7 separate regions of the Mus musculus genome follow, and regions 1, 2, 3, 5, 6 and 7 are each linked to region 4. The links are chromatin contacts, called in public Hi-C, HiChIP or PLAC-seq and promoter capture Hi-C maps. All regions are on one chromosome and are shown on one strand. The core of a region is the stretch at or near the end of the contact, and the rest is flanking DNA. Distances in the headings are between cores, read along the strand shown.

Region 1 (3,235 bases), core at 228-2,727, 630 kb after region 4:
GGTCTACAGAGTGAGTTCCAGGACAGCCAGGGCTACACAGAGAAATCCTGTCTCGAAAAACCAAACCAACCAACCAAACAAACAAAAAACAAACAAACAAAAGGCTCCTTGAAATAGTATTGGGTGGCCCATTGCTAGAGACACAGCCCCACCTGAGCCTCCAACCAGGACCAGATTAGAAACTTGTGGTTCGAAGCCCACTAGTACACTGCATTCTGGTAGCGCTTCCATGGGATGGAAAATTTGGGGAAGGGCTTGGATAAGGAAAGTCAAAGTCAAAGGAAAGGGAGAAGTGGAAAGGGCAGAGGGAGTCCTGCCCAAGAGGTTAGAAGTCAGTGGGGCCCTCGCAGAGGCCACGCCCCACCCCAACTACATCAGGACCACAGACCTTTCTCCTACTCAGACTCATAGTTCTCTAATCCACTGAGACATCCAGGCTGCTCACAAAGACAGTTTTGGGAACACAGGGAGAGTCAAGCAAGAGGCACCCAGAAATCAATCGCGGTGAATTACAAAGAGGAAATAGGGATGAAACAAGCAAAGGGGAAGAGGGTGAAAGTATAGAAAGGGTGGTACTAAGAGTCCCTGCGTGCAGAGGGGTGGCCGGCATCCAAAGGGCCCTAAGAGCAAAAAGGCTGAAGCCTGGAAGGAACAAGCCTCAATGGGAAAAGACAGTTCTCTACATCCTGGGGTTGAAGAGAATCAAAGAATGAAAACGCTGGGAGATGTCCTCCACCAGTTCAGTGCAGCCCCTTGGGTACAATTCGAGACCAGTCCTGAAAGTCAGAAGACCAGAAAGTAGGACCTGAGACCTGTTGTGGGATTTGAGATTATGCTGGCAGGTCAGCCTAAGAAACAAACTCAACCTTTGGCTCTTGTCCCTGTGGCTCACAGTAGTCTGACTCAAGGGTCCTAAGAGGACCCAATCAGGCAAGATTCGAGTGGTCTCGGAGTCCAGACCAACAGAAAAAAGGAAGCGAGACTGACTGCGGTGTGCGGGCGCCAGGTTCCCAGACCCGAACCAGGCTCTTTGGGGTGAAGGGATCTGGGACACTATCCCCTCACTATTCTAGAGCTACCCGAGAGCACAAGCTTAGTGTTAGCTCCACTTCGGAGACCCGGTGTAGGTGGGCCTGGTTAGTTCTCCCACCTACCATCTCCTAGCCTGGGCCATGTGAGGAGACGCCTGAGTTGACAGCTTTCTACGGAGCCTGCCCCTCCCTGCCACCTCCCGGTTCCGCACTCCCTCCCGCAAAGTGCCTTTCCCCCTTTAAAGAAGCTCCTGTCGCCCCTTTAAGGCCCAGCCTCCCTTAACTCTCTCTTAACTGGGCGTCCCCCACGGGGCCCACGATTCCCCGCCGCAGCCGCCTCCCAGCGCGGCACTTCCGGGCCCCTACATCGCCCTTTTAAGGGGCAGCCCCCCGGCAGCGCGCGGCCCCGCCCCCTGCACCGGCGCGCCCCGCGGGGGAGCCGGGCTAGAGCCGGAGCGCGCGGTCCGCGCGGCCACTGGAGACCAGGCGGCCGGCGGCCGGGCAGGCGGCGGCAGCGGCAGCGGATGGGGACGCGGAGTCGGGCGGCTGTGGCTGTGGCGGCGGCCGGGAAGCAGCTGGCGGGCCGGCGGCGGCGGCGGCGCTGGCGGCGGTGACGGGCCCAGGCCCCGGCGGCGGCAGCGACGCGGTGGCGGGCTGCGGGCGGGCGGCGTGAGGAGCAGCGGCGGAGCGCGGGGCCGCCGGGAAGCCAGGGCGCCGAGACGCCCCCTGCCCAGTCCTCGCAGGCCGCCAGGCCCCCTCCAGCCGGGGCCGTGGAGCACCGGGGCAAAGGCCGGGGCCCCCCCATGAAGGAGCGCGACGCGGCCCCGGCCGAGCGGGGCAAGCCGGCCACCTACACCGGGGACAAGAAGGCGAAGATGGCGGCCAAGACCAACAAGAAGTGGGTCCGGCTAGCCACGGTGTTCGCCTACGTGCTCTCCGTGTCGCTGGCCGCCATCGTACTGGCCGTCTACTACAGTCTCATCTGGCAGCCGGTGGGTGCCGGGACCTCGGGGGGAGCCGTCGGCCCGCCCCCCAGCGGCTCCAACACCACCGGCCCGTCTGGGACTTCGGGGGTGGCGGCGGGGCCCAACACCACCGGGTCGTCCCGCCGCGAGGCGCCACGCGACGCACCCCCGCTGCAGGCGGCGAGGCCGGCGCCCCCGGAGCCCGCTGCAGACAGCCCCCTGGCTGGGCCGCTCGAACGGCCGCGGGGGCTGGACGAGGACGAAGAGGAAGCGGCCGAAGAGCCCCGGAGTCGTTGAATCTCTCCGCGTTGGGGACGGTCGGGAATCATCGTCCCCTAAGCCCCCAAGCAGGACTTTGCAGCAGGACCGGCTCCGGAGCCCGCCGGAGTGACCCCTACGCGAGCGTACGCCCCCACACACCTCAGCGATCGCCAGTTTGCCCCGGGAGCCGGTAATGCACAACCGGATCTTCAGCCAAGGGACCACGATTCGCCGGGGACTCGGGGTTTGATCTTCCCAGCACCGTGCTGCGCCAGGGCCCTGAGCCATAAGGGGAACTGGGGGGGAGGGTGGAGAGAGCCTAGCACCCAGCCCTTCAGCGCTGCTAGCTCTGGTGTTTCCTAAACGCAGGGGGTGACTCGGGCGCCCCCTCCCCAAGACTCAGGGGAAGGTAGGGAGTTGTGTAGGGGCTCTTTTTTTTTTTTTTTTTTAAATAAGCCGAGGCTCTCCCAAAGAAGAGAGCACCAAAAGTAGCGGAGCTCAGGTACGTCAACCTAGTTGCAGTGGCCAGACATGCGTTTAATTTATAGATCCCTGTATATAGTTGTTGACATATGCACTAGACGCTATAATCACATAGAACTCTATGTATCTCCCCACAGCCTGGGTAGCTACTGAATGGTGGGGTCCAGCAAGGGCTATTTGCTGGCCTTCAAACTGCACTTAGCCAGAAGGGCACAAACACAAGCTTTTTTTTTTTTTTCTTTTCCATCACCCACTCTTTCACCTGTTCCCTTCCTGTTTCAGAAAGATAAGTTCCTGACGTTCTTGCACAAGAGTATAATCATTCTTAGACCCCTACCATGGCCGTGGAAAAACCTTAGCAATAGAGACTGTTTAGGGAGGGTGGGGAATGTGCTGACCCCCTCCGGTTCTCATCCTAGTGCTCCCACCAAAGTGGCTTCCTGTTGTAGCCTGAGTCTCTGGATCCATGCCAGGGGCGATGGCAAGAAAGAGTAG
Region 2 (3,260 bases), core at 179-2,678, 510 kb before region 4:
TCTATTCCTCAAGTTTTCAGACTAAAGCAGACAGTGAAATGGCTCCAAATGATGTTTAGAGAAAATCATCGCTGTGCCTGTATAAAACAGCTAGTGACAGGGGAGTTCCATATACACCTCCCAACCGATCCCCTCACATCTTCAAGAAATGGGAAAAAGGAGAAGAAACTGACATATTGTAAACTTGGAGAGACAGAAGTATCCTTCTCTGGCTGGTGTGAGATGGGATGACATCTGCTTCTATGCCCCAGCAGTTAGGAGACCAAGCTTCAGAGGAAAGTCCATTCTGCAGTAGACATTTTGGTCCTTTTTTTCTTTACTGTCTGAGGCTCTGCCTTTTGAAGATGAGACCTAGGAACCCTGGACAGCTTTTCTCACTAGTGTGACCATAGCCTTTGTTATTTTACAAGTATCAGACACACTGGGTTCATGACCTCCCTACTTCTCTAAACCGATTTAAAGTGACAAATCTCTTCAACAAACTTGATCAAATGGGATGCTGGATTTAAATCCTAAGCTAGTTGGAAATTATGAAATTTTTCATAGAAAATTATTACTGTTAAGAAATATTTCAGTCCAGTGGTCCATGAGGCAGTGCAGCCCCACCTTCATCACCTTAGATAAGAAGCAAAAGGGAGAAGATTTGCTATTCCTGGCTGTAGGGCCATGAGCTATTCCAAGAATGCTATGGTCATCCTTGTTTTGAAATGGTACTCAACAGATGCTATTCTTGGCCTATGAATCTGCCCTATTGCTGTGTGGTATAGCTTGTCTGGTGACCTAAAAACACAAGAATCTTGAGAATACTTTCAACTAATTTGTCTTGGCTTTGTAGTTCCCTGAAAATGTCAAAGCTTATCTCTGCTAATGTGCTAGCAGTGTATTCTGGTACCAAAGTCAGCATATGGGATTAGATAGCCCAGCATTAGAATTCAAGTCCCAAGCTGTTAACTCTACTGACTCAGGCAAGTTCTTCCAACATCTTATATGCTGGCTTTGGTAAAATGGGCATTCAAACAATACCTTCTTTATAAAGCTTTAGAGAATTTACAAATATCCAGTTAACAGAGGTTCAATGTAAAAGAAGAACCACATTGAAAGGTTAGTGTTCAAGTATCCTTGAGGATTAATGAAATTGTGTTGCTACATTCCACTTGAATCAAATAAAGCAAAAAGATGATTCAGGGTTGGGGCTGAGCAGAAAGGAGTAATTAAATTCTTTCATTTGGAAAAAATACATATTTTTCAGTTAAAAAAATTTCATGGACTCAATTGAAAGAGTCAATGTAAGACAACTTAACCGAATGTCTGTTCCTTCAGGTTGAACAGTGGGGGATGCCATACAGAGCTCCTCTGTGTCCAGGTTGGGTAATGGCCATATGATACTCCCAGACATACCTTCCCAAGCCACAAAACACATGGCAATGCCAAATACAGAGTGTGTATATTTCTTTTTCCTGTTATTACACATTCCTCAGTGACTCAAATGTAGACTGAGTGTTTGAATAACTTAGGGTTGGGAACTGAATCTAGTGAGACAAACTTCCAGGGAATCTCTTAATAAATGAAATGAGAACAAGGAGAGAGGAGAGGGAGGAGGGGAAGGGGGAAAGAGGGAGGAGGGTGGACAAAGAGTAGAGACAGGGCAAGAAAGAGGTGTCACAGTCATGGATTTTCTCTTCCTTGACTAGCAATTTTGGAAATAGACTCTGGGTAAGCATTTCCTGTGACAGTTCACTTTGTAGAGCAGGTGTGGCTATCCTGGGGATGGATGTGGGTCTGCACACATTGTGAGCTATTGAACATATGGCTTAGACTCACCCAAGAGGTTAAAACATTTGGGAACATTGTTTCAGAAAACTATTGATTATATTGATGTTAGTTGTGTGAGAAAATGTTATATATTATAGAAACATGACTTGATTATATTTTTACTAAAATCCTTATAGAAATAGTAGAATGTCACTGGAATTTTTGATGACAGAATCATTATAATTAAGTGGGGAGAAAGTAGAGAAGGGAACTCTGAAATTGGTGGAGGTATGAAATCCACACAGATGACAGTCTGGAAAGTAAAGAGGTCAGGGTGGCCTCTTTTTGTCTTATTAACAGTCTCTTGCTTTTTTATTTTGATTTTTGTGGTTTTGTGTGTTTCTTTTTGATGTTTCCACTTGTTTATTAAGAAGGAAAAACAAAACATTGAATGGGTAAGAGGTAGGAGGACCTGGGAGGAAAAAATAAGACCAAAAATATATTGTGTGACTTTTTTTCAGTGAGAGAGACAGAGAGAGGGGAGAGGAAGAGGGGGAGAGAGAGAGGAGAGGAGGAGAGAGATATGGAAAGAGTGAAAGAGCTTTAGAACAGAAATCAGGAGACACAGAAACAAGGCTGGAAAACAACAGTAAGCTTGTGCAGGGCTGAGTGTGGATTCTAGGAGTAAAAGGGGGAGTTGAACAAGGTGTGGGGGTGGTCCTGCATAGGGACTTTTCCTGGTTAAAGTCCTCTTTTAAAAATTATATCCCAGGCTGGAGAGATGACTTAGTGCTGAATAGTACTGGCTGTCCTTGTGGAAGAGCAGGGTTAAATTCCCAGTACCCACATGGTGGCTCACTAACATCTGTAATTCCAGTTCCAAGCAATCTGATGTTCTCTTCTGGCTCTGTAGGTACCAAGTAGAAAAACGATGTTCACAGACACATCTGCAGGCAAACTGCCCATACAGTTAATTTAAGAACAAAAATGAAAAAAAAATCATATCTACTGAAGTTGTACAACATGATGCTTTGATATGCATAGTGAAATGATTATGATAGTCAAAAAATTATCGTCTTTTGTTTTATACCATTCAGTTCTTGAGATAAGACCACCTAGCACTTTTTTGTCATCCAACGTAATACACACAGATGTCTGGATATGTTATTCTTTGTCTCTGCACATCTGTACCCTCTGGGTCGTTTCCCCCATTTCTTCCTCCTCCCAAGCCCCCGTAACCAATGTAATGGTGTTACAGCTGTATTCCAATGTAATCATTTTTTTCCTCTTCCATGTCTTGGCTATTGTGCACAATCTTCAAGGAACATGAGAGAATGGGGCATTGACTCCATATCCTTTGCATAAGCACTTTTCCCATTTTTAATATCCTAAGATTGAGCTAATCATGATATTTGCTAAAAACAGATGTCAGTCTGGAAAATTAATAACTTAAGGAGAGTTGAAAACAAATAAAGATGCCTGAACTTGTGGGTGGAGTTCAAGGAAGT
Region 3 (3,254 bases), core at 225-2,724, 770 kb before region 4:
AAGGGCAGTAGCCACACGTTTCCAGTTAAACTTATGAATTAAATAAAACAAAATAACAACAATAACAGCAAAAACAAAAGCTTGAAAGAAACCCAGTAACTTCAAGATGTTTTCTCAGCCCTGCAGTAGTTAGCGTCTGCCTTCCCCACCCCACAGAGCCTGGGGAGAGGTTTCGAAGTATGAACCGATTTGGGGGACTTAGTCTCCAGGCACAGTTATCCACAGGGCAAAGGAGGAAACAGAGGAGGGCCGGGACATCTCATAGTTGTTTATAAGAAAAGGCAGCTTTCACAGGGCCATTTCTGCTGAGTGTAGCTTCCAGTCCTGCCCCACACCGCCAATAATGCAGAGTTAATTCAATGGACTAACCCATTATAGTGTAGCGCAAGGTAAGGTTGAGAACACTCAGGGGATGATATGGCCCAACAGGGAATTTTAATGGGCATAGTTACAGATCAGGCATGGTGCCGTCATATCGGAGTCCACGTGAATGGCGTTGTGAAGGACACAACGTTCTCGGCCCTAACAAAGGCTAAGTGGTGTCCAGGCAGTTACGGGGTCCTGGTGTTTTGAGGACAAACACTAAATTTCTTGACATCCCTCCAACCCCCACCCCAGGCTCCTTATTGCTGCCCAAGAGATAGACTGTTCATAGCCATTCTTCCTTCACCTTCCGTCTCCCAAACATCTCTGTAGAGTATAAGGGGAGGGGTGTAGACTCATAGACCATTGATTTGGAAACTTCTTTTTCCTCAAAGGGCAGCCAAGCACTGCCACCTCCGCTTGCAGCCATTGCCGCCAGTCGCTCCTGAAAGGCCAGGAGAGTCCGCAAGGTGGCGCTGTCCTAGACCCGCGCCCGCAGCGGGTGCCAAGGGCACGGAAAGTGTGCGAGTGGGAGTTCCCGGGGGGTGCCCAGACCGAGAGCATCCAGGGAGGTCGACTGTTGTGGGCGCTGGGTAGGTGAAAGGTTTGGCTGGGCTCAGACCACTCCAGATCTGCCCAGGTGACCTGTGGCCTCGCCACCCCAGCAACCCCAACTCTTTCTTCCCGACCTGGTGTGCTGGACTCTGAGGTTGTCTGTATCACGCCTATCTTGACCTGGCTCCCAGGTCCCCGATCATGGTCTACCCCTGTAGGCAACTCTCCTCCGAGGGAGGCGCCCTGGTCGTCTAGTCCCTCCTGGTACCCACTGGAGAGGACCACAGGGCACACCGCTCAGCTATCCTTCCCCAGTAGAGGTGCAGCGCTCTCCGAGGAGACGCAGCTACTCACCGCGGAGCCTCTCTCGCCTTGCCCAGGGTTCCCATGGTCGCGGCTCTCTGCGCCCCTGGAGCCGTCTCACCTAGAGCGGTGGGATCGGCTCGGCCGGGCGCCGCGCATCCCTCGGCCGCCGCTGGCCCTCGCAGCCCGGAGCCGACCACTCTTGGAGCCCGGCGAGCCGACCCAGGCTCACCCGCAGGCACAAAGTTTGTGCGAGCGCGCTCCCTACGCTCGCTCCCGCGCGCGCACACACTCTCTCGCACCAACCACCTGACAGGCGTTGATGTTATCATCAGGCTGGAGGAAACGTGGGGCGCCCTCAGTTCTTCTTCGAATCCTGCCCCCATTACTTGGTAGCGCCCCGAGGAGTTGCGCCGCCCTAGCGTCTCCCTTCATCCCCGCCTGCCATTCATCTCTCCCAGCCCAAGAGTTAGGTCCGAGGGGTGCAGAGTGAGTTGCCCCGAAATTGACAAAGCTAGAGCCTTGCGAAGAGTTGCCTCCACCCAAGGCTACGAGTCCCCTAGGGGGGTGGGGGTGGGGGCTCTGCTGAGACCCTTTCCCGGATGGCAGGACTGTCTTGTATGTATCAGTGAGGGTACACAGTCGGGTCTGGGCAAGGAAGGCAGAACCCCCCTAAACTACTACGCACTTAGTTCTCTTTGGCATATTTAAAAAAAGAGAAGACTTAGCTGTGTGCACTGCACTACGGAGGAGGCGGTGGGTGTGGAGGTGAGCTGTCAGGTTAGAGGCTGCTGCTTGGGAGTTTGTGGGTGTGGTAGACCAAGAGAGCCAAGTGGGAGTGGAAGGCTAGGGGAGGGGCTTTCTTGCAATGTCAGCGTGCCAGCAGACCTGGCCAAGAGGGGAGACCTACCTGCTACTTGTCTGGAACATGGCCACGGTAATACCAACAGCTAATGCTGATCCAGTGCTGTTTCCTACATGTTACCTCGTTAAGCCACCCCTCCAAACGCAAAGAGGGCACTGCGTAAGATTTAGAGAACACCAGGCTCTCACAGCCAGTAAACCGAAAAGAGAGGTGGCCCAGACTGAGCTCTGCCTGGCGTCTCTAAGTCCCTGCTGGACTGGCCTAATAACACCCTCGTTATTGCTATCACATCCCGTGATCTTCCCAGCCACAACGTTCTGGACTTTAAGACCTCCTTCTGCTATAACGCGTGCATTTCCTCATGTTTATGTGCAATGTTGTCCTAGAAAAGAATTCAGGATCACTTACAAGAATACACAACCTACAAAAATAAGTATGAGAAACAACAGCAACAAAACAAGGCCGATAAAATGGGGCCAGAAGTGGAGAGCAGTCTAAAATTACATACCAATGTATGCTTACACATTTGGAAAACAGAATCTACTACACACTTGCTTCAAAGGGGTCAGCCAAGCCCAAGAGGAAGGTCTACATAGTTCAGTTCCTTACATATGAAAGACACCCCCACCCCCACCCCCCAAAAAAGGAAGAAAACAAAAAGAAACAGAAAAAAAATGTTTAAAAGATCCGAGGTTCTTGTCACAGAGCCTGAAAAGACGTTTCTCCTGAGGATACTCCCGAGCATTAGTGATGTCACCTCGGGGTCATGCAGGATGAGGGCAGAACAGATACAGGCAAACATAGAGATGAAGACGGTATGCAGGGTGGCGTCACTGGGAGCAGTTTTGGATGAGGTGAGAGCCCCCCTTACTTTTCCCAAAATGATGGAATACTTGTGATAGATCCAGATAGTACTCACCTGAGACCTCCCGTGAGCTTCACCTACTCCTCCCTCAGCAACCTGCCTCCCCTAACCTTCTAAAACTCATGTCAGCTTCCTTTCCCTCTTCACCTCCTGTCCTGTGCACAGTCTCCTGTGCATATGAAGCACTTCCAACTGGGCACCAACTGTCTCCTTCTTCCCACCCCATCTTGCCCCCTTTCCTGCTGCTTCTTCCCTTCTCACTGGTACAGCCCATGTCTCTGTGGCAGCCAGGATCCACTCAGT
Region 4 (2,979 bases), core at 455-2,954:
GAGCAGGATATTTAAAGCAATCGCCTTCCACAAAGCAAAGAGGACCTGCGGAAGGAACTGGAAGCGAAGAGCAAGCCTGCCTGATGATCCCGAATCTTCAGATTCAGTGGCTGAGTCAGGGCCTGTGACTTCAAGGGCAGGAATCTAACTTGACTAATCAACCAGTAGAAACTTTTACTGCTGGCTCTGAGTATCTGAAGTCTAATAAACAAACACATCTTGGGAACGTACTTATCTACAAGAGGCACTGGCTGTGTAGCTGTGTACCCGGAGTAACTAGGAAACACTCTGTAAGCCCCTCCTTGCGTGTACGCACACATACCACGCACACTCACACACCTTGTCACCGAACACTCCCTCCCACACAAGGAAAGTGAAATTGCTGTGTGATGAGCATAAAGTCCTGGGTGTTTCCAAGGTTTGGGAGTCCAGCCAGGTGTAACTGATAAGGGGAGGGAGCCCCAGCTGTCCCTCAGCCGGCCCCGCCCTGATTCTGCCAAGATCCTTATTTGGTGATGCTTTTACCTGGATCCCTGGACTCAGAGCCAAGCCTGCTCACGCAGGGCCACAGCTGGAGAAGCATCGCCGCCGCTGACGTCCCTTCCCAAAGAGATGAATGGAATTCCAGGCAGCTGGAGTCATCTTGGCTCCGGACCGATGGCATTGAGACCAGACTTCAGAGACAAAGGATCAGGCAGCAGTCTACTGATGGAAAAGTGTATACCCACAGAAATGTAAACCACACCTCGGTTTTGGGAGCCGAAAAAATGAAAAAAAAACTGTTTAGGGAGAAAGATGGGAAATAAAATAATAGGTAGAGAGTAATTTATAACTCTACGGGTCCGTTCTGTAAATAGTGTAAGATCCTGGAGCCAGATGGTTCAGCAAATTCTCCTATCGGGAGTCACGTTAAGAAACACGAGTGGGCACAAAATTGTTTTTCAAGACACAATTTCAATTTTGCCTTGAGGGAGCGGGATATAAATTCGCTTCCTTAAAATGCCGCTAAAAACTCTCCGAAAGGATCCCCTAAATCAGAATACATATACCGCCCCCAAGCGGCCATCTGAGGAAGCAAAGTAGAACTGGGGAAAAAACTCTCGACTTGGACAGTGAGTCGGAAGGCGACCTCCGTGCACGGTCCTGCTGGCCCTGTGCAACACCGTGCTGACACCCTTAGTGAGTCAGACGGAAGGCAGGCGTGCGGGACAGGAGTGAAGCGCAAAGTATAGATGACATGGGATCCCCCACCCACCAGGATTGACTCAGGAGGCAGCTTCCTTTAAGGGGTCCAACCTTTTGCCCTCTTTTATTTTTAAACCAGACTGTCTCGATCCCCAAGCGTCTCTGTCATGGAATTATTCAAGGAGATGTGCTTTAATGAAAGCCTCCCTAAAGGGTCTTAGGTGGTCCCCAAAGAAGCATCGCGTCTGGGGACTCTCATGCAGAACGTCTCCAGTTCACATGGCGCAAGATCCTAAGCGCTAAAGGCTGAGTACGCCAAGGCTGCGTGGGCGGAGACCTATTTTTCTGACAAGTTCCAGGGCTCCTGTGCGGGATCGGAGTCTCCCCCTTCACTTTCAGCCCGAGAGCTGTGCGCCAAGCAGCAGGGGGCGGAGAAATGAACCCGTCCGTCCCCGTCCCCCGCCCCCGCCCCCGAGAACCCTCCCCCCTCCCTGCTTCCTGCCTCTTTAAAAGGTCCTGGGCTCCTCAGTCAAGCCAGCCACTGCCTGGAGTCAGCCAGCCTCATCGGACTTCTGCAGGCAATCGCGAAGCTGCTATCCAGTTCTGCCACGGTCTCTCCCGGCGCACCGGCAGTCTCAGCGTCTTCACCGGACTCAGCGTCCTTGTCCTTCACTTCACCTTTGCCACCTCTCCGGGTTACTGAGCCCCGGTGCACACAGGTAAACCTCCCGCCTCTGCGGAGCACCTGGCCGGCCACCTCAAAGCCCCAGGCTGCAGATGATCAGCGCTACTCCTCATCTCCTACTCTTCCCCTTCTGGTTTTCCTAACTCCTTTATCCTGCCCCGTCTATCCCCTGGAAAGAACTTTCCGGAGCTGGTTCTCTTCAGCCTTCGGGTTCACAAACTATACCTCCAAGACACCCCAAGATTTTCTCCCCAGTAGTCTCCAGGTTACCCCTGACTGTCGCCATCCAAAATACATTCTGTAATCTTGTCTAAAGGGGCGGGGGGGAGGGGACGGACCCAAGTCACTTTATACCCTTTATCCTGGAACTCCAACAATCCCCCTGCCTCTGGCGCTCTTTTTATACTGGATACCGTTTGGAAAGTAAACCCTTCTTTTTCAGCACATATGGGGCAAAAGAAGAAACACACACACACACACACACACACACACACACACACACACACACACACCTCTGCCCTTCCACCTTGCTTCCTGGTCTCTGACTCTGGCCTCCTGTGCTTCTTGCTACAGGCTCCGTGTTGGGCACAAAGGCTCCACCATGGAGCTCCTGCGGGGACTAGGTGTCCTGTTCCTGTTGCATATGTGTGGAAGCAACCGCATTCCAGGTGAGTTTGTGATATATTCATTTTCCTCCCCCTTCTCCTCTCTCTCTCTCTCTCTCTCTCTCTCTCTCTCTCTCTCTCTCTCTCTCGATAGCTCCTGTGTTTCCTTGGAGTCCTTATCTCCTGATAAGGATGCAGCTTCCCTCGCTCAGCTTTCCATAATTGCCATTATTGTCACGAGTTCCCACCTTGGCTCCTCACAGCCAGAACTTTACCCCCTTATACCTAGCCTAGAAAGCCGATTGTCTTCTCTCTCCTTACAGAGTCTGGGGGAGATAACGGTGTGTTTGACATCTTTGAACTCATTGGAGGTGCACGAAGGGGCCCCGGTCGCCGACTGGTGAAGGGCCAAGATCTATCCAGCCCCGCCTTCCGCATTGAGAATGCCAACCTGATCCCCGCTGTGCCGGATGACAAGTTCCAAGACCTACTGGACGCTGTGTG
Region 5 (3,337 bases), core at 39-2,538, 540 kb before region 4:
CCCAAGAACCAGAGTTTCCCCTAGGCTCTGAAGACTGTGCTCTGAAGAAGCCAGATGCTGCCTTTGTAGACATGGTCAAAATTTTCAGGATGGCTAGTCTTCACTGGATGACATTTGGACTTCTGATCAGCTGCCCACTGTTACTTCCCTACTAGATACAGCTCAGTACCCGAGGGACTTGGGACAATGAGAATGGAGGTTGGGACTCTGGAAGCCATTTCTAATACCATCTTCTCCTCTGCTTCCATGTTTGTAAAACCACCTGGGTGAGCTCGAGAATTTCTGTAGAGCATTTCTGGAGCAACTTTACTTTATCAAAGTAGTCACTAACTCCTTATCGCCAAGAAATTTTGTCAGTTTTGGTAATCAAAATGATGAAATATTTATATATTTTGTATATATTTTATATGAAGCATGATACATGGACTACTATACAGTTTGGTATGTTAATTCAATAAAACAACATATATTGCCTACATAATGAATCATGTATAATCCTATATACTATACATATGATATCAGAATATGTTATATATTTTGGCCTATCAAAAGCATACATTTGTACACAGGTTCATATACATAATTGCATACATTAGATTAGTGTTTGCTTCTGGCCCTGCAGAGAGCTATCAGGGATGACACCCTAAGTAACAGAGTTCATAGCACAGCTCTGGAGCCAGGGCATAAACCATGTGATTTCTAATATTGCCTATGCCACCCTCTTGCTGTGGGCAGCACTGGGTAAGTGTTAAATAAAGGACTCAGAAAGCAGGCTGAACAGAGAGCACAATACCCAAATCTGGCTAGGTCATGGAAACTAGCAACCTCCAGAGCTCTTAACCATGTAGGAAGAACAGCAGAGATGGGGGTGAAGGGAACACCATCCCACATAGCCACTGCTACATCAGGACATAGTAAGTTAATACAGATGCCCAACTAGACTTTGCACCAATCCCAGGCTGCAATCTCTGTATGTAATGTCCTCACATGGTCCTGGGAGCTATAGGTTGTCCCTGCTTTGCTGATGACAAAGTCAAGGCTCAGCAAGATCAGGTTATTTATGGAAGACACATGCCCACACAGGATCTGCACTCTTTCTAACAGAGGAACTGAGTAAATAGGGCCATCTAGCTGGCAAGCGGAGGCTGCCAATGATGCTCAGGCTCACCCCAAAGACAGACCCCTGCTGCTCTTTCTTCTCCAGGGCCTTATTTCTGCTGACAGTAAGAATGCTACTGGAATCGTATCTATCAGGCTTGTTTCTGAGCAGGACGTCTGTCCTTGCCCTTAAGTGAGCCCAGCTGCCAGAGTACACTGGTGGGATTATGTTACCAGCCAGGAGTAGCCAGCTGCCTACTGTTATCTACATGAAGGAATGCTGTTTTGCTATTTCCCCCTGACTGATACTGAAATTGAGACAGGGAAGAACTCCAAGCACAACAGATCATGCAGCGGGGAAGAGGTACCTTCATGGGCTCACACTGTGAACTCGCCGAGAACACACTGAAATCATTATTCTGACAGATCCGGGAATATTTTCCAGTCCAAAGTCAGTGGCCACATGCACTGGGCACACACCTTGGTGAGGCTGAGTTGGCTTCTTCCATAGAGAGGGCCCACAGCAGGAGTCTGAGGGATACTCCCACTGAGGAGGCAGAGCCCTTTGTCCCACAGCAGAATCCTTAGAACAGATGGAGACAAGGACTCTGAGCTGGAGCCTTTAATGACATACTCCCAAGAAGCCGCCTATACATGAGTGTTTTGACCGAAACCAGAGAACACATGTTGTACCTTCACTCCAGGGTTCAGACCACCGTGGGCTCAGGGCCTGGATAGAGCATTTTCATCATGATGAGCATATGAGGTTAAGGAGTTGTCTTTTAGGGTATTTGTGTTAGGCAACCAGGACAGCAAGTCAAAATGAAATATGCCTTCTGTGGTTCCCTCCCTCCTATAGAATCTACTCTGTAATGAGTGAGCCATGGAAGAGGGCTGCTCAATGTTTTTTCAGTGTAGTAAAGCTTTGCTTTAGAAAATCAGAGGGTCTTAGACAAATGAGCCATTCCACTGAGTTCAGCCTTGTATTAGTTCGTTTTATGTCAGCTTAACACAAGCTAAAGACACTGGAGAGAAGAGAGCCTTAAATAAGAAAACATTTTCATAGGATCAGGCTGTAGGCAGCAAGTCTGTAGGGTATTTCCTCAATTCACAATTCCTGAGGGAGAGCCCAGCCCATTGTAGGTGGGGCCAGTCCTGGGTTGGTGGCCCTGGGTTCCATAAGAAACAAAAGCGGGCTGAGTAGGGCCATGTGGAGCAAGTCAGTAGGAAGCATCCCTCCATGGCCTCTGCATCAGTTTCTGCCTCTAGGTTCTTTCTCTGTTTGAGTTCCTGTCCTGACTTCCTTTAGTGATGAGCCAAATGTGGCTGTGGAAGCCAAATAAACCCTTTCCTCCCCAACTTGTTTTTGGTGATGGTGTTTTATCACAGCAATAGAAAGCCCAATACAAGCCTCATGCATTCTTGCTGAAAAAAAAGGGGTTGGTTCTGCTTACACTGGGCTCAGAAGGCAGGGAGTTAATGGCCTGAGGAAGAGGAGCCATGGGAAACTTGTATTCTTAAACAGCCAGGGAGGAGAAGTCAAGACTCTAGCCCACGAATATTCCAGAGTTGGGATGACTGCTTCAAAACTTCAGCTGATGATATAATTTGGGAAAGTGATTTTAAGATGTATACCAGCCACCCATCTCTGTCTTAGAATCATAGTCAGGGAGCGAGATAAAGTGAAGGAAGACTTCTTTTGGTTTGTCTGAGACCCTGACCAAATGGCTTTCGACGACAGGGAACTGTCTTCTTTGATTACACATCTGGCACTCTGCTTTTCTCATTTCCTGGATCCTTCATATTTCATTTTTTTCATGGGGCCCGCACATCAAATATCTCTTAGATCTTGATTCATGATACAGACTCCCTTGGACTTTCTGATGAAGTACTTGCCCCTAGCCTGGATCCAAGCACTCCCTAGGATCTGGGAGCATACTTCTTATATATGCCCAGGCCAGGGTAGGGTCCCACAATTTAAGTCCAGAATCAGCCACACTGAGCTCCCTCATCCATCCAGCCATGGAAATGGAATCAATTCTAGCTCATCCACTTTTCCTGACCTATCTCCTGAGGTCACATCCTCAGGGTAGGCCCTTCTCACAGTTCTTTGGTCTGGCCTGATAAAGGACATCTTCCCATGTCTTCACCAGTCATTCCTCCATATGGCTATATAGTGCTCATCTAATTACTAGTGCAGACTGCCTTGGACTTTCTGAGGAGGAAGTTTCTCCCAGCC
Region 6 (2,918 bases), core at 130-2,629, 860 kb before region 4:
TGCGATTTCCCCAAATGCGGGAAACTCGACTGCATAATTTGTGGTAGTGGGGGACTGCGTTTGTGCTCTCCCCTTTAAACAAACAAACAAACAAAAAGACAGGGAGATCTGAGTTCAAGGTATGGTGGCACACACCTTTAATCTGGGCTACACCTTCTGATGGAGACCATTTAAGGACATTGAAAGAAGGGAGTCTCACTTTCTCTCCTTCGCGCCTGCTTGCCATGTGGGACTGAGCAACTGCTAGGTCCTTGGACTTCCATTCACAGCTGTTACTGACCATTGTTGGGAGTTGGACTGTAGACTGTAAGTCATCAATAAATTCCTTTACTATATAGAGACTACCCATAAGTTCTGTGACTCAAGAGAACCCTGACTAATACACCTTCCCCTTCCTTCTCTCCCTCTTCCTCTCCTTCCATCTTTCTTTCTTTCTTTCTTTCTCTCTCCCTCCCTCCCTCCCTCCCTCCCTCCCTCCCTCCCTCCCTCCTCTCTCTCTCTCTCTCTCTCTCTCTCTCTCTCTCTCTTTCTTTCTTTCTTTCTTTCTTTCTTTCTTTCTTTCTTCTTTTGCTGTTTGTTTTGTGAGCCAGTGTCTTACTTTGTAGCTCTGGCTGGCCTGGAGCTCACTGTATAGACTAACCTGGCCTTGAACTCAGGAGAAACATTGACTCCTGGGTGCTGGGATTAAAGGCATGTTGTGGCCTTGCTTTTATTTCTTATGGATGTTTCTACTGCATCTGGAGCTGTACCTTTTGTTGCTAATACATTCATAAATGACCAGCAACACAATACAAAATCTTGAATATGTATTTGAAGTGGTTCTGCAGATAGATGAACACAACAACTCACTTATTTGGTTCTATATTCATAATGAAATGATACCCTAGATCTCTTCTTATTAGAGCACTGGCACATGTATTGGCTCAATGGACTTATGTATATAGACATCCTGTTACTTTTTAGCTGGAGATCATTATAGTTTCCTTTTGGGATTTTTGTTATAAAAAGCAAGATGTATGTGTGTGGGGGCGACTGGAAAGTTGGCTCATTGGTTAAGAATGTGGCTGCTCTTTCAGAGGGCTTGATCTGTTGCCCTCTGCTGGTTTCCGGAGCATCTACACACACCTGACACACACCATAAACAAAAATTAAAAAATCTAAGGTGGGGTAGTATTCAACACCTACAGTAGAATCATGATAGTAAAAGATAGTGACTTCACATGGATAAGATCTAACACAAAGATGCTTATTTATTTTTTAAAAGTCTATTGTTGCAAACATGGCTTTTACGTTGCACCAAGCAGGGACTCCTCCACGGTTGCCACGGCTACAAGTCCCGGAACCTTGGCGTGCTGACGCTGGTTTCCGGCGGGATTTTTAGTGACGAACAGCTTTGGACCAAGCGACCATGAGAGGGCCAGAGCTCGGGCCCGAAACCAGCATGGAAGGGGACGTTCTGGACACCTTGGAGGCGCTGGGGTGAGTGTTCTCGTGGACAACTTCTCAGAGGAGAGGACGCTGGCCCTGCGCGTGGCCGCTGTGGCACGGGCGTGCGCTTCTCCCCGGAGCAGGCCTTGTGTACCGGGCGGTGCGCAGGCCTCTGCGCTCCGGGTAGCCGGGACCCTGGGAGCCGGCGGGAACGAGCGGCTGCAGCGAGAGGCCTGGCTGTGCCGGCCGTTTTCCCTCTTTCATTACATTCAGCCTGCAGCCGGCTCCTCCCGGGCCTCGGGGGGGTGGGGGGGGGAGCCCTTTGTATGGACGTAGATCCTGCTCCCGCCGCACCGCAGTTGCGTCTGGACTGTTGTGTCGCGCATGCTGCTCAAATCGGTGGCTTACTCAGGGCTGGGGGAGGACTCACTCCCGCTTCTTAGACTGAAGACTCTTAGTTAAGTGTGAACCCCTGCATTTAACCTTCTCCATTCCTTAAAGCACGTTTGTGTGGTAGGCAGGGAGAAACGACAGTTTTCAGAACGTCGTTACCACTTTAGGTGTTAAGAGGAACCCCGGGGTGGCGGTGATGAGGCGATCTGGACAAGCAGTGTTACTCCCCTCCATCCTGGTGTTCTTCCCAGCGCTTGCTCTTTTTACCTGTTTGTCACATGAACTTCACCCAGAGTTTGAGAAACTTGTCAACTTTCTTCACTGATGGACTCCTCCTGGCAACATACTAGAGTGGGGCCTGTCACAGCGATTGAAGAAAAAGTTCAGAGGAGGGTGTGTACTTGTGAGCAAAGGTCCAAACGGTTGAGGGTTAATAAACGGATCCTTTCCCCAACGTTGGCGCCATCTGCACAGACGTTTACCTCCTTAAGGTGGTTTCATTTTAGGGTAACTGCTCCTAAAGAAGTTTGAAACTATCATGCCTGGTTCCCTTATTTTCGTTCCCTCAAACTATTTTGTTCTTTTTTTTTCTAGCAAGTGTTAACTTTTGTTGCACCCTGATAATGCATACTTTGCTGCTACTCAGCATAACAGAACCTTGAATTTACTTGATCTTGAATAAAATGTTTGTTAAATAAAAAAACAGAACCAGCACGACAACATCAGGGCTATTTGTATTTCTATGAAATTTTCTTAACCCTGCAGGGGAAATATAACTAATACGAAGTTAAAATACCTTGGTGTGCGTAGGCTCCAGCTTGGATCCCAGACATTTACAATTTTTGGGATCTTGTAGCCATTTATGAAGTGCGAAGACAGTGGTTTTATTCTTCTTTGATTCCTGAAACATATTGTTTCTACCATAGCATTTAAGAAAGTGAAATTTGCTCTAATGTTGACATTTACTGAGAGACATTTGTTTCACATTATTCAATATGAGAGTTAAAACTGTTGCATACTTCAGAATCAGTGTTCCTGGAATGGCCAAAGACAAGATTTTGAAGTTTGAAAACCCCCCTCTATGATAACGAAATGTG
Region 7 (3,392 bases), core at 829-3,328, 720 kb before region 4:
GGCTGAGTTGAGATTTAGCATTTTTCACTGCTCCCAAGTGACGCCTATGTCAATGACAGGTGCGTGGGTCACACTTTAGAGTAAGAAGACCAATCAGAGCCTACTTCAGTCCTCTCGGAAAAAGAGCAGCACCCCCACCCCCAGATTTTTTTTTTTTAAGGAAATAGGATATGGTGAGATACATTTGGGAAACAACTTACTCCAACCAGAGAGTCATTTTGTGTGTACATTGGTTATATAACAGTTCTTAGAGGGGCTGGGGATACAACTTTTGGGTGGATTCCTTGCTTAGAATGCATGATGGCCCTGGGTTTGAGCCCCGCCCCCGAAAATAACAAATATTCTTAGAGTCCATTAAACTAAGAAACCTAACCCTACTAAGTGCATGACTTTCTCCCCACCAATTATGTTCAATTTCTCCTATTAATACCTGGAAGCAGCCCCCATCCCCAGTTTGAGTTAATAGGCTCTCATTGTCTCTCAGTAATAAGAACTCATATTACATTGGGTTTTATTTTCTCCCAACCCATGTTACTCTTCCTTTCTGATGTTTACTCTGACTCCTTCCTCATCACTGTAAGATTAGAATTCTATATTCGTTTGCATCTGAGATGCATAGCAGCCTGATGTCCCTCAAGTAGTGTCCCCTTCTGTGTTTGAAAGTCCCCTCCCTATTAAACCCTGTACTTTGCTGGCTAGTTTTTGTTTCTGTTTCTTTGCACTTTGTTGCTCTTTTCTGGGGTCTCCTGTGTGATCAGTGGGTTAACCTTGAATTGTTTTCTTGATATTTTTAAGTCAAATCTCCCTATCTGTGATTTGGAGATATTCCTAGCATGGGGCAAGTATTTAGTCTGTTGATCCATGTGAAGCGCTTAGCATCAGCCCTGGGAGGCTCAACAGACCTCCTCATCCTCACTCTGTTTCTAAACCTCAAGTCTTTCAGCCCTGACTCTTTTGCCCCACCGCTGCTTATGACCCAGCCAGGCCAGGGAGGAGGGAACACATGGCTGATTGAAACTCCTCTGATTCCACATTCTGATTTGAGCTGCTATTCTTAGCCTCCTTCACACCAAATGTTTTTCCTGGTACTGCAGAGAGGCACTCGAAAGTTCAGGCTAAAGTTAGAAAGCCGAATCTGTGTCTCCAGAAGTCCACCCACTCGCCATCTCTGGAAGCAGCTCTTTGGGGCTGACACTGGGACTTCAAGGGTTATCTGCACTGTGCTGTCTTTATCAGCTTTTGCCAGAGATGCACTCCTAGCATCCAGTCTCTGCAGTGGTAGGGTCCATAACGAAGCGTGGATCAGAGTTAGTTCACCTCCTCTGCTGCCCTTAGCTCAGGGACTACCTGTGCAGACGCTTGAATGCCTTGATTTCAAACTCATTTTCTCCAAAGGAAGCAGGCAGCTTGCCATCCACATTGAAGCCTCTGGAACACTTCCCTTCACCAACTTTTGTTGCCTGCCAAATGTCAATGCCCCTGGAAGCCCGGGTTCCTTTAGAGGGTTCACGGGGAACTCTGCTTGTCCTTAGTTCTTACTTTCCTGGCCTCAAAAGGAAGTACTTCCCTGGCCTCAAAAGGAAGTAACTGTTGTCACAAGGAACACTTCCCTTCCCTTGGAGTGGGAGAAAACCAGCTATGCCTTGTCTGACTTCAGATTTCAGAATTGATCTTTCTCATCCACATGTGCACATCTGGAGCAATGACTATTGCATTCCTTGGAGAGCCCCAATTGCTAGACGCACAAGGCAGCAGAAGGGAGCAAGGGTTTTGGTCCCCTTGCTGTAACTCAGGTTCTTTTGGTGAGTGACAACGAGGCTAGTTTTGCCATTTCACTCGGGATGTGGGAGGCCCAGAAAATACCACTGCCAGGACTCAGTGCTCTGAAGGTGCCAAGCACTGTGATGAATAAAACCCTTTCTGGGCTTGTGTGTTCACGCATTGCGGAGGATGCCTGAGGGTGGAAGGAGTAAAGAGAGTGGAATAATGTTTCCTAGGCCCCAAAGCTACTGTCCAGGGAGAGAAAAGAGATTCAAACCAAACCCATGGCATATGGAAGCACTGCTTGGAAAGTTAGCCCACGCTGTTCTGGGGATGAGATCTGAGTCACACAGATACACAGGGCTGTTCTCCCAGTAGCCCTTTGTGCAGCCCCTTGGCAAAGATGTCTCTTCTGTTCTTACGTGTAAATAGCCGTAAGGGATTCCACAGCCAACCCCTGGCAAACCGGGGCGGGTGGTGGTGGTGGTAGTGGTGGTGGTGAGGGGGAATATGAACTTTAGGCAAGAGACCTCAGCCTGGAGGGTTGTTTTTTTCTTTTTCATGACTATTCCCACTGGAAAAAAGTCTGTCTGCTGAAATGCAAACCGATGTTATTTTCTGTTTCGCTTCCCACGGGTAGGAAATGAGTCCAGAGAAGCTGCCATTTGCAACTAGAGTGTGCATATGGTACTCGTCTTGGGACTACTGTGGATCCAAAGAAAGTTTTTATTCTTATTTCTGTTCAGCTACTTAGTTTTCTTGTAGCATGAATTAAGACATTGAAAAAGTGGCAATGGTGTTGATTTTAAAATGCTGTAGTCCCCGCTACATAGTGTTCAAGTCTGATTCAGGTGTACCAGTCAGAGATTTCTCTTCTCTTCTCTTCTCTTCTCTTCTCTTCTCTTCTCTTCTCTTCTCTTCTCTTCTCTTCTCTTCTCTCCTCTCCTCTCCTCTCCTCTCCTCTCCTCTCCTCTCCTCTCCTCTCCTCTCCTCTCCTCTCCTCTCCTCTCCTCTCCTCTCCCCTCCCCTCCCCTCCCCTCCCCTCCCCTCCCCTCCCCTCCCCTCCCCTCCCCTCCTATCCCTCCTCCCCTCCTATCCCTCCTCCCCTCTCCTGTCTCCCTTTCTTTCCTTGTGAGACAGGATCTCAATATGTAGCCCTGGCTTGCCTGGACCTTCCAGGTAGAGCCTCGAACACACAGAGGTCTTCCTGTGTTTGCCTCCTTAGTGCTGGAGTCAAAGGCATACATCACCATGCCCATCCCTAAAGCTTGTTTTACTGTAGAATTGAAGGCCCAGCCACATAAAGATGCAGAATCACCAGCTCCTCTGTGGGTGCACAAAGAATGAGAAGCATCATTTTATAGAACACGAACCCTGAAGAGTAGTGTGTGTGGCTCATGTGGGTGTTAGAGTGGTTGTGTAATGCTGGCTGCGTGGTAGGATCACCTGGGGACATTAGAACACAGAGAGACATGGGGCCCGTTGCTGCAGGTTCTGGATTATTGTTCTGGGTGGGTCTGTGTGTGGGAAGTTTCTTAGTGATTCTATTGGGTGTCACTGATCAGCACCACTGCCCGAGGGAGAAGCACAGCCTAGATGTGGAGCAGTGACTATGGTCATCATGACATGGG

Evidence for each region. Promoter capture Hi-C pulls out the DNA fragments that hold promoters and counts their contacts. HiChIP or PLAC-seq counts read pairs in DNA pulled down with a chosen protein or histone mark. A called contact is a pair of places that touch in the nucleus more often than the background predicts.
Region 1: a Hi-C map of embryonic stem cells shows a contact between it and region 4, with 7 times the contacts expected there. The contact joins the promoter of Inafm2 here to the promoter of Thbs1 in region 4.
Region 2: a contact with region 4 is called in an H3K27ac HiChIP or PLAC-seq map of embryonic fibroblasts, with 9 times the contacts expected there. The contact joins the enhancer-like site here to the promoter of Thbs1 in region 4. A contact is called at or near these places in 2 of 39 promoter capture datasets (embryonic stem cells and hematopoietic stem and progenitor cells), 1 of 15 datasets of contacts at CTCF or cohesin (the NIH/3T3 cell line), 2 of 484 Hi-C or Micro-C datasets (embryonic fibroblasts and uterus), 16 of 115 datasets of contacts at active chromatin or transcription factors (the NIH/3T3 cell line, bone marrow-derived macrophages, craniofacial prominence and 12 more) and 1 of 9 other capture datasets (embryonic stem cells).
Region 3: an H3K4me3 HiChIP or PLAC-seq map of stem cell-derived neural progenitor cells shows a contact between it and region 4, with 5 times the contacts expected there. The contact joins the promoter of Rasgrp1 here to the promoter of Thbs1 in region 4. A contact is called at or near these places in 2 of 39 promoter capture datasets (embryonic stem cells and liver), 6 of 484 Hi-C or Micro-C datasets (embryonic fibroblasts, embryonic stem cells, palatal mesenchyme and 1 more) and 5 of 115 datasets of contacts at active chromatin or transcription factors (embryonic forebrain, embryonic stem cells, forebrain and 2 more).
Region 5: a Hi-C map of Sertoli cells shows a contact between it and region 4, with 3 times the contacts expected there. The contact joins the enhancer-like site here to the promoter of Thbs1 in region 4. A contact is called at or near these places in 3 of 39 promoter capture datasets (the C10 cell line and embryonic stem cells), 1 of 15 datasets of contacts at CTCF or cohesin (large pre-B cells), 2 of 484 Hi-C or Micro-C datasets (Sertoli cells and uterus) and 12 of 115 datasets of contacts at active chromatin or transcription factors (cardiomyocytes, craniofacial prominence, differentiating embryonic stem cells and 9 more).
Region 6: a contact with region 4 is called in a CTCF HiChIP or PLAC-seq map of the NIH/3T3 cell line, with 9 read pairs. The contact joins the promoter of Fam98b here to the promoter of Thbs1 in region 4. A contact is called at or near these places in 7 of 39 promoter capture datasets (the 3T3-L1 cell line, frontonasal cranial neural crest, hippocampal neurons and 3 more), 3 of 15 datasets of contacts at CTCF or cohesin (the NIH/3T3 cell line and large pre-B cells), 9 of 484 Hi-C or Micro-C datasets (adipose-derived mesenchymal stem cells, cerebellar granule neurons, cerebellum and 6 more) and 7 of 115 datasets of contacts at active chromatin or transcription factors (the NIH/3T3 cell line, embryonic forebrain, embryonic stem cells and 3 more).
Region 7: a promoter capture Hi-C map of hippocampal neurons shows a contact between it and region 4, with 2.4 times the contacts expected there. The contact joins the enhancer-like site here to the promoter of Thbs1 in region 4. A contact is called at or near these places in 3 of 39 promoter capture datasets (embryonic stem cells, hippocampal neurons and stem cell-derived epiblast-like cells) and 1 of 9 other capture datasets (embryonic stem cells).

Annotation. Positions count from the first base shown.
Region 1 is chr2:118,744,281-118,747,515 of GRCm38.p6, forward strand. Inafm2 (InaF motif containing 2) reads left to right here and starts at 1,478. Exons shown (of 1, transcript NM_001301269.1): 1 at 1,478-3,235. The coding sequence starts at 1,835. The coding sequence ends at 2,293.
Region 2 is chr2:117,597,058-117,600,317 of GRCm38.p6, forward strand. No RefSeq gene overlaps it. Among named protein-coding and RNA genes, the nearest start is that of Gm32210, 110 kb to the right of the region's middle. Within about 2 kb of position 1,429, at least 19 of the 459 cell types and tissues checked have an H3K27ac peak or open chromatin away from gene starts, as enhancers often do. A contact at or near this core is called in embryonic fibroblasts, where this site is marked.
Region 3 is chr2:117,341,403-117,344,656 of GRCm38.p6, forward strand. It overlaps Rasgrp1 (RAS guanyl releasing protein 1), which reads right to left and starts at 1,475. Exons shown (of 17, transcript NM_011246.3): 1 at 1,273-1,475. The coding sequence starts at 1,307.
Region 4 is chr2:118,110,172-118,113,150 of GRCm38.p6, forward strand. It overlaps Thbs1 (thrombospondin 1), which reads left to right and starts at 1,705. Exons shown (of 22, transcript NM_011580.4): 1 at 1,705-1,904; 2 at 2,444-2,538; 3 at 2,799-2,979. The coding sequence starts at 2,472. Gm13986 (predicted gene 13986) reads right to left here and starts at 1,031. Exons shown (of 10, transcript NR_126479.1): 1 at 526-1,031.
Region 5 is chr2:117,569,858-117,573,194 of GRCm38.p6, forward strand. No RefSeq gene overlaps it. Among named protein-coding and RNA genes, the nearest start is that of Gm32137, 130 kb to the left of the region's middle. Within about 2 kb of position 1,289, at least 18 of the 459 cell types and tissues checked have an H3K27ac peak or open chromatin away from gene starts, as enhancers often do. A contact at or near this core is called in Sertoli cells, where this site is marked.
Region 6 is chr2:117,248,360-117,251,277 of GRCm38.p6, forward strand. Fam98b (family with sequence similarity 98, member B) reads left to right here and starts at 1,380. Exons shown (of 8, transcript NM_026620.3): 1 at 1,380-1,479. The coding sequence starts at 1,409. Gm25189 (a small nuclear RNA gene) reads left to right here; the gene lies at 1-75.
Region 7 is chr2:117,385,148-117,388,539 of GRCm38.p6, forward strand. No RefSeq gene overlaps it. Among named protein-coding and RNA genes, the nearest start is that of Gm32020, 27 kb to the left of the region's middle. Within about 2 kb of position 2,079, at least 29 of the 459 cell types and tissues checked have an H3K27ac peak or open chromatin away from gene starts, as enhancers often do. A contact at or near this core is called in hippocampal neurons, where this site is marked.